Linked DNA regions of Rattus norvegicus: region 1 is linked to region 2. Evidence: chromatin contacts called from public Hi-C data. All regions are on one chromosome and are shown on one strand. Each heading gives the region's core, a stretch centred on a gene start, on an enhancer-like site or on the middle of the called end of the contact. The rest is flanking DNA. Distances are from core to core; before and after follow the strand shown. Region 1 overlaps LOC103693272 (a long non-coding RNA gene). Region 2 has its middle 150 kb from the start of Hapstr1.

The links. Hi-C and Micro-C count contacts between places; a contact is called where the count stands out from the background.
Region 1: a contact with region 2 is called in a Hi-C map of Schwann cells, with 5 times the contacts expected there. The contact joins two enhancer-like sites. A contact is called at or near these places in 3 of 12 Hi-C or Micro-C datasets (Schwann cells, frontal cortex and liver).

The regions. Positions count from the first base shown.
Region 1 is chr10:7,226,455-7,230,832 of GRCr8, forward strand. LOC103693272 (a long non-coding RNA gene) reads right to left here. Exons shown (of 4, transcript XR_005490004.2): 2 at 1,506-4,378; 3 at 1,185-1,257; 4 at 1-874. Among named protein-coding and RNA genes, the nearest start is that of Hapstr1, 53 kb to the right of the region's middle. Within about 2 kb of position 1,492, at least 6 of the 93 cell types and tissues checked have an H3K27ac peak or open chromatin away from gene starts, as enhancers often do.
Region 2 is chr10:7,126,250-7,130,383 of GRCr8, forward strand. No RefSeq gene overlaps it. Among named protein-coding and RNA genes, the nearest start is that of Hapstr1, 150 kb to the right of the region's middle. Within about 2 kb of position 1,897, at least 21 of the 93 cell types and tissues checked have an H3K27ac peak or open chromatin away from gene starts, as enhancers often do.

The DNA.
Region 1 (4,378 bases), core at 242-2,741, 100 kb after region 2:
TAAGCCAGGGTCTTGCTATATCTCAAGACTGAGGGGTCACATGCGTCCCACCACACCCCTTCAAGCTATCCTTTATGTGCACAGTAAATCCACAGGTCAAGTGTAGCGGCACATGCCTGTAATGTCAGTATTTGGGAGTCGGAACTATGAGATCAAGAGTTCAAAGTCACCCTGTGCTACATAAGAGAGACAGAGTCACACATAGGCACAGAGAGAGAGAGAGAGAGAGAGAGAGAGAGAGAGAGAGAGAGAGAGAACATGAATGAACAGGTATAATTCAACAATCTTCCTGAGTTACTTTGTTTTTGTTTTTTGGGGGGATTTTTGTTTTGTTTTGTTTTTGGAAACTGGGTCTCAGTACATGTCCCTGGCTAGCCTAGAACTTACTTTGTAGATCAGGCTGGCCTTGAACTCATTGAGTTCTGCCTGCCTTTGCTTTTTTTTTTTTTTTTTTTTTTTTTTTTGGTTCTTTTTTTCGGAGCTGGGGACCGAACCCAGGGCCTTGCGCTTCCTAGGCAAGCGCTCTACCACTGAGCTAAATCCCCAACCCCGCCTGCCTCTGCTCTTAAGTGCTGGGACTAAAGGTGCTTACCACCATGCTCGGCATTGATTTTTTTTTTTTCAATTAACAATACATGGGGGGGGTGCTTTATTTGGGGGGGTTGCAAGGGCAGAAGGCAGATAGGAGGGGACAGGGAGATGTACATGGTGTGAAACTCAGGACGAATCAGTGAAAAGTTTTTTAAAAATAAAAGCATTGAATTGGGAGCTTGTTTACAGTTTCAGTGAGTCCACGGTCATCGAGGAGGGGAGCGTGACAGCAGGCAGGCGTGGGCGCTGGAGATGGAGCTGAGAGTTTACTTCTGGTCTGCAGCTGTAAGCAAAGAGAAACACTGGGTCTCACCTGGCCTTTTGAAAACTCAAGACCCACCCCCAGTGACATATTCCCCCAATAAGGTCATACTTCCTAGTCCTTCTTAAACAATTCCCCCAACCAGAAACCAAGCATTCAAATAGATGACCTATGGGTACCGCCCTGGTTCATTCCTCCAGTTTCCTAGCCCAGTTCTTACTTTTTGTAAATGTTTGTTTGTTTGTTTGTTTGTTTGTTTGTTTGTTTGTTTGTTTGGGGGTGGCGGGTGCATGACTGCAGAGTACAGCTCTGAGCCAGTTCTCCCCTCTACCTGTGAATCCCAGGGACTGGGTTTGGTGGCAGATCCCTTTACCCAGTGAGTCATCTCATCTTCTCTTGCTTTTCTGTAAGGAAAAAACAAAACAAAACAAAACAAAACAAAACAAAAACAGTGTTCTTTTTCCCCTCTAGCTAATCCTTCTGTGGACGTACACACACAATGCAAACGGAGTGTTGCATAGAACACACTGAGGCCCAGGGTGACAGCTTCCTACAGCTCAGTCTACACTTTCATTTTCTTCTGTTTGCTGAGGCAGGATCACACTACTCAGTTGCTGGTTGCCGGGTAGCTCCAAGCAGCTCTTCCTCTTACCTTCCTCTGCAGAAAAGAACTCCGTCTGAACAGGCAGAAAAGACACATAGAGGTCATCTCCCATCTCCTGCCAAGAAACAACACCGGCAGCTTCTTAGGTACCCGACACCCAGAGGAACGTGAGGCCCTGGCGCCCCCTGCTGGTTGCATTCAGAATGGCTGAGAAACCGATGCAGCAGGAATGTGAGAATTTCAAGGTCTTGGTGCCTGACTACTGGTTCTGCTTGCATCCTATTCTAAGAATCATATTCCCAGGAAGGCACTTAGCTTTTCCAAAACCATCCGGGGAAGTGGCTTCACGGTACAATTGGGTAGTCTAACATATACAAGGTCCTGGGTGTAACCAACAGCACTGCACACCTTTAAGCCCAGCAGAGGCAGGCGATCTCTGTGAATTCAAGGCCAGCAAAGGTGGGGGCATTCCTCTAATGGAACAAGTTTGCACATCTAAGCTCTAGGCTAGCCGTGGCTGCAGAGAAAGACCCAGTTTCAAATAAAAACAACACAAGCCCTACTTTTCGTTTTCACACATTCCCACAAGTGCCCCCACTAACAGCTAGCTGTTGAGTATCTCAGTCACTCACTACTCTTAGAGGAAAAAAAAAAGCCAAGGGATGGTGGTACATGCTTTTCATTCCAGCACTTGGGAGACAGGCAGGCAGGTCTCTGAGTTCGAGGACAGCCCTAGGACTACACAGAGAAACCCTGTCTTGAAAAATCAAGCAAACATCCTGAGGTCCTTCTGTTTCTTTATTGGCGCACATGGCACAGCGCGCACGTGGAGTCGGAAGACAACTTCCGGGATCCCGTCGTCTCTTCACGCTTCAGCTCCAGAGCAACTGTGGAAGCTGCCTGGCTCTTCAGGCCCCGCCTATGGTAAACAGACGTTGCGCCGGTGGCATTTACTTTAAGGATTTTAATAAAAGGGGTATCTGACAGTGGAGTTCCTTCCAATATCCTCAAAGCAGAAGGCTCGGGGCATTTCCTCAACAAACAACACAGAAAACAGCGTGAGGCTCAACTGTTGATAACGCCACCTGGAAAAAGAGCATTTCAGAGAGCGCTAGTGACGTCACCAAATAAGGAGTCGAGACCCTGTCCACGGGAAGAGCTTCATTGGCCAGTGCTGACCACAGTGTACATGCTGGGCCAGCAAGATGGCTCGTGGAGCAAAGGCACTTGCCCCCAGCCTGACAACCTGAGTTAGATCTCCACCACATGGTGGGAAGGGGGGAACCAACACCACTCCGTGTCCTTGGACTGCGGCCAGCAAGGGTGAGTACACATGCAGCACACAGTGGGGATTTTGAATGAGTGTGGCCCTACACGCCAGTAACCCTAGCACTCAGTAGGCAAAATCAGGGGAATTACCCCAAATTCAAGGCCATCCTGAGCAATAGGGCACTTTCTAGCCCAGGGTTAGTCATGGCAAGATTTTAAATAAATAGTATAGCACATCTAAACAGTCTAAATAAGTTGAGTTGTGTAATTTGAGTGAATTCTATGATACGTGCATATGTGCAACTTTTTCAAAGAGGACTTTTATTTTAAACATCTCGGGGAGGCACATCCTGTTTTATAGAACAGGCTCAGGATCAGGATCAGAGGTAAAGCCCTTGATAGAGGCCACACAGTGGCCTATTATGGATTCAAAGTCAGGTGCAGACACTCACATGAGGCCCCTGTCTGTCCTGCCATTCTGCCTCCTTTCACACCAACTCTGACCCCCTCCGAAGTGAGAGGCCTTACACTGGGAACCTTCAGAGGGAGCACAGTGAACAGAGGGGCTTGTGTGCACCTCCAGGAGACCCCGATGGCTCAAACGGAAGGCAGAAGAAGACAGGGGTTAAAACAGCTGGCCTTAAAGAGCACAGATTACTTCTTTTATTGTTGTTTGTTTGTTTTATTTTGGTTTTCAAGACGGGGTTTCTCTGTGTAGCCCTGACTGTCCTAAAACCAGCTCTGTAGACCAGACTGCCCTCAGACTCAGAGATCCTCCTGCCTCTGCCTCCCAAGCACTGGGAATAAAAGTGTGTGCCACCACCGACCCAGCTAGCTAGTTGGTTTTGAGACTAGGTCTCGTGTAACCCAAGCTGGCCTCACACCATATTTTGTCATTGCAAATGTCCTTGAACTTCTCTTACACACACACACACACACACACACACACACACACACCACCCCAGTCCTATCCCTATGCTGATCACCTGTCTGTGCAGTGTGAGGAATGAAGCCAGGGAGTCATTTGTGGGAGGCCATCATTCTATCCACTTGAGCTCCATCCCCAGCACAACACACACACACACATTAGAAATTTGTCCTGTTTTCTCCGACTCTTGTAGCTTTTGTTTACTCCGATTTACAAGAGTCCACCAGAGAAGCCAAGATAGGTAAGACATTAATTTTCTTCTTTTATACGCTAACGGCTTTGAATTTTTTTTTTTTTTTTTTTTTGGTTCTTTTTTTCAAGCTGGGGACTGAACCCAGGGCCTTGCGCTTCCTAGGCAAGCGCTCTACCACTGAGCTAAATCCCCAAACCCAGGGCTTTGAATTTGACTGTGACTGGTCACTGGTCTCGGCTCCCTCAGACCCCTGGGTAGAGAGGCAAGTGGTGGCTAAAGCAGAACTGGCTGGGGATGTGGTTCTGATGCAGGGCGCTCGTCTACCATACACAAGACCCTGAGGCTGAGTCTCAGCTGAGAAACAAAAAGAAGGAACGCGGCTAAGCCAGGGGTGGTGCTGCAAACCTGTAATCCCAGCACTGGAAAGCCTGAGGCAGGAGGATTGCCTCAAGTAAGAGACTAGCCTGGGCTAGAGGAGTGCCAGAGCAACAGGGCTACACGGCAAGATTCAGCCTAAGAAATAAATCCAGA
Region 2 (4,134 bases), core at 647-3,146:
ACATACACACACATATACACACACAACACACACATACACACACATATACACACATATACACACACAACACACACATACACACACATATACACACACATACACACAACACACACATACACACACATTTACACACACATACATATACACACACAACACACATACACACATATACACACATATACACACACAACACACACATACACACACATATACACACACAACACACACATACACACACATATACACACATATACACACACAACACACACATACACACACATATACACACACATACACACAACACACACATACACACACATTTACACACACATACACACATACACACACATATACACACACATACACACACAACACACACACATACACACACAACACACACATACACACACATATACACACACATACACACACACAACACACACATACACACATACACACACAACACACACATACACACATACACACACACAACACACACATACACACACATACACACACATACACACAAACATACACAAAGACAATGCACATACATGGAGTAAAATATTGTCACAGTTACCACTGCTTACTCAATGGCCATTCAACCCTAATAACTTCATTGAAGAGATCCAAGAAACTCCATCAATGCTTCCCCCCAGCAAACATTCCTAATTGTTTTCAGAGCTAGGATTTAGTTCTCATCTAATGTGGATTCATTCACAAACAATAAAGTAAATCGGAAACAGGGGACTCTGCTCAGGGAAGACTGAAGCACACACATGGCATGCACAGGCATGCACATTACATGTGTGCATTATACATATAAGTTCACAGAGGTACATATGCATAAATAAGTGGCACTTGCATCCATACGCCCACGCACACACATGCACATTGTTACATACAAACACACAGGAACACAGAAAGGCACAAATACAGAGACACAAAGACACACAGGGCACATTTGGTCATGTATACACACAGAGACAGAAGCACGCAGACATGTACAGAGACCTATAGAAACACCGGGACACAGAGACACATAGGAACACATACAGGCATATGCACAGAACCAGCAAGAACAGCCCAAGCTGTACCATTTGCTTATTAACCAATAAGTAAATTTTCCTTGTAAACAAGTTGTTTTCTCTGCAGACAAATAATTCCCCTGTGCCTCTGTCTTCTCCTGGCAAATGGGGAAAATTAAACTATAGTCTGCACGAAGCTGTTACCCCGTTTATGCACAAATACTAAGTGCTTGGCAAATGTTCGGTGATATTAAAACATGCGTGTGGGGCCAGCAAGATGACTCGGTAGGCAAAGCATGTGCTGCGGTCTCCAAACACTTCAGTTCAGTCCCCAGAACCCCACCTGTAAAGGTGGAAAGAGAAAACTAACTCCAAGCTCTCCTTGAGCCACCACACACATGCCATGACACACATGTGCCCACTCTCTCACATGCTAATGCACATGCACACATACATACACTCACCAAATAATAATAATATAATAATAATAATAATAATAATAATAATAAAAGTTTTAAAGCTACATAAATATTTTTAAATATAAAGGTACACACAGACACACAAGGACACAAAAAGTCATGTACTCAGGCATGGAGAAACATAAACACACAAGGATACACAGAATCAAATGCAAACATACACACAGAGAGACATACAGACACACAGACACACCGACACACACAGGCACCCGTGCTCATTGTAGGAGCTGCTGAGGACAGAAGAGCCAGGCATGTGCTCCCTGGGGCAAGGACTGCACACGTCACACGCATGGATCCTATTCACTGTGGCTGAGATTCCCTAGATCAAACGATAACTGTGTTCTCCACACCACCTCCTCCCACCTTCAGTGCTGACACTGGCTTCTCCGTCACCATGGAAACAGTGCAGTCCCAGCACTTGCTGTTCAAGAATGCCACAGTGACGTGGATACTTTCCACACGGGTGACCCTACTTTTGCAAGGTTTGGAAGGACTCCTGAGGTACAGAATTTGTGGTGATGTCACTTCCTGGATGTACTTCTAGATTCCTGGCTTCTAACACCTCCAGGCCTGCCTATGAGGAAGGGAAACAATGCCCAAGGGAGTCTGTACAGCAATGCTTCATTTTGCTCCCTCTACACACAGAGCTCAGCTTCCCCTCCTGCTCTGAGCAGATACAGCAGTTCACACTATGTAACAATACTCACAAATAAAGTCCTCGTTGATAACATGATGTTTGTGGATGAGCTTTGAGGCCTAGAGAAGTTCCCACAACAGAGCCAAGGTGTCTGTCCTCTGTCTGTGTGTTTGTGTCTGTCTGTGTTTGTCTGTGTGCATGTTTCTCTGTACATGTGCTCCTGTGTGCATGTATGTATGTGTGAATATATACACAGAGGTCAAAAGATGACATCAGATCTGGCTTAGTCACTCTCCACCTTATTTTTTGGAACAATCTCGCATTGAACCTGGCACTCACCAACTGGGCTAGATGGGTTGACCAGCAGGCCTCCCAAGATCCTCCTGTCTCTGCCTCCAAGTCTGGCTTCTCCCATAGGTGCCAGTGATCCAAACTCAGCTCCTCGTGTTTGCACAGCCAATGTTTTACAGACTGAGCCATTTCCTCAACCCAAGAGCTGGGATTTGAACCCAAGTCTGACCTAAAGGCCCAAGACGTAGCTCAGTGGTACAGTGTTCACTAAGACTTTCTAGTGCAGACACTCCCACACTATGACTCATTTCCTGTGACTGGGCAGGTGATGTTCAGACTATGACACAGGCCCCTTAACCCTCTCTCCGCCCTTCCTTCCCATCTCCCCCTTCATACTTTCCAAGTTACCTGTGTCTCATGGCGTCTTCCTTTGCTGAAGTAACAAGTCTCCACAAACCACAAGCATCAACAACAGAGATGTCTCCTTATGCTTCCAAAGACCAGGGGTGGAGGCACCGGGATTGGCTATGCCAAGGCTTTAGGGAAGAGTCCGTTCTGTGCCTCTGTCCTGACTCCTGGTAGTTTCTGACTGTCTTTGCTGCTCCTTGACTTGTCAAACAAGTACACTGCCTTCTCCTGCTCTACACGTTGCTCTTGTGTGCATGGGTCTCTGTCCAAACTTTGTTTTATGTAAAGAGGCTACATGAGGGCTGGGGGGAGTGCTAGTCTATTCCAGAGGCTCTGAGGAAGAACCAAGCTCCTACTCTAACCACCGTAACAGGAAAGGCGGCACCTACAGGGTAGTATTGCTGCCTCTCCCAGAAGCTATCAGACCACTGACATAACAGACCCACAAAGAACTAAATTTTCCCAGGAATTATACAGGAGAGAAGGCTGAAGATCTAGTGTCAGCCAGGGAAGGACCTTTTCTCCCAGGGAGAGATTTCACATGGTCCTGGCAACTTGTCAGACCACCTTGCAAGAGGATAGGTGAGCGTCAAGACCTGAGTGGTCGGTGCCCAGAGAAGATGAGTAGTGTGTGACCAAGACTCTTTAGAGAGACTGTTCTATAAATCATGAGAGCTCCGGCTTACTCCATGGCTTAAGCCATCAGAGGTTTCAAACTTTAAATAGACTATTAGGGGATCATAGAAGCGTCAAAGCCAGGGCCTGGTTGAAGGAAGTAGACCACTGGGTTTGCCTTTGTCCTTGTGGTTTCTATCTTGCCATGGTACCCTGTGATATCCTTCTCTGCTTCCTCCCACCACACAGTGCGGCATTCTCTCTCAGCTTCAGTCTGCCATGCTGTGAGCAGCTCCAACCTCAGCTTACTGTATACCACACAGTTTTCCCCTGACACATGCTAACACTACCATGATGCTTTGCATACGTGTATGAGTCCAAGTGACCATAGACTGAACCCTCTGACACCATAAACCAAAGTAAATCTTTCTTCCCTCCATTTACTTTCTTAAGTACTTTTGTCTTGGGGGAGGGGGCAGGGGACACCTACGCTGTATGTGGTCAGAGCCTAAAGGTGTCACACAACTCACTAAGTGCCAAGGTTCTTGACAACTGCCAAAGGCTTTCTTGCCATTAGAGTCCCAGGAGTGCTCTCTTGGGGACGCCTTCTGGGAAAAGGCCCAAGGATTCCTGGCATCGGAAAGAAATCCCTAAGAGCTGCCCAGGCTGAAGAATG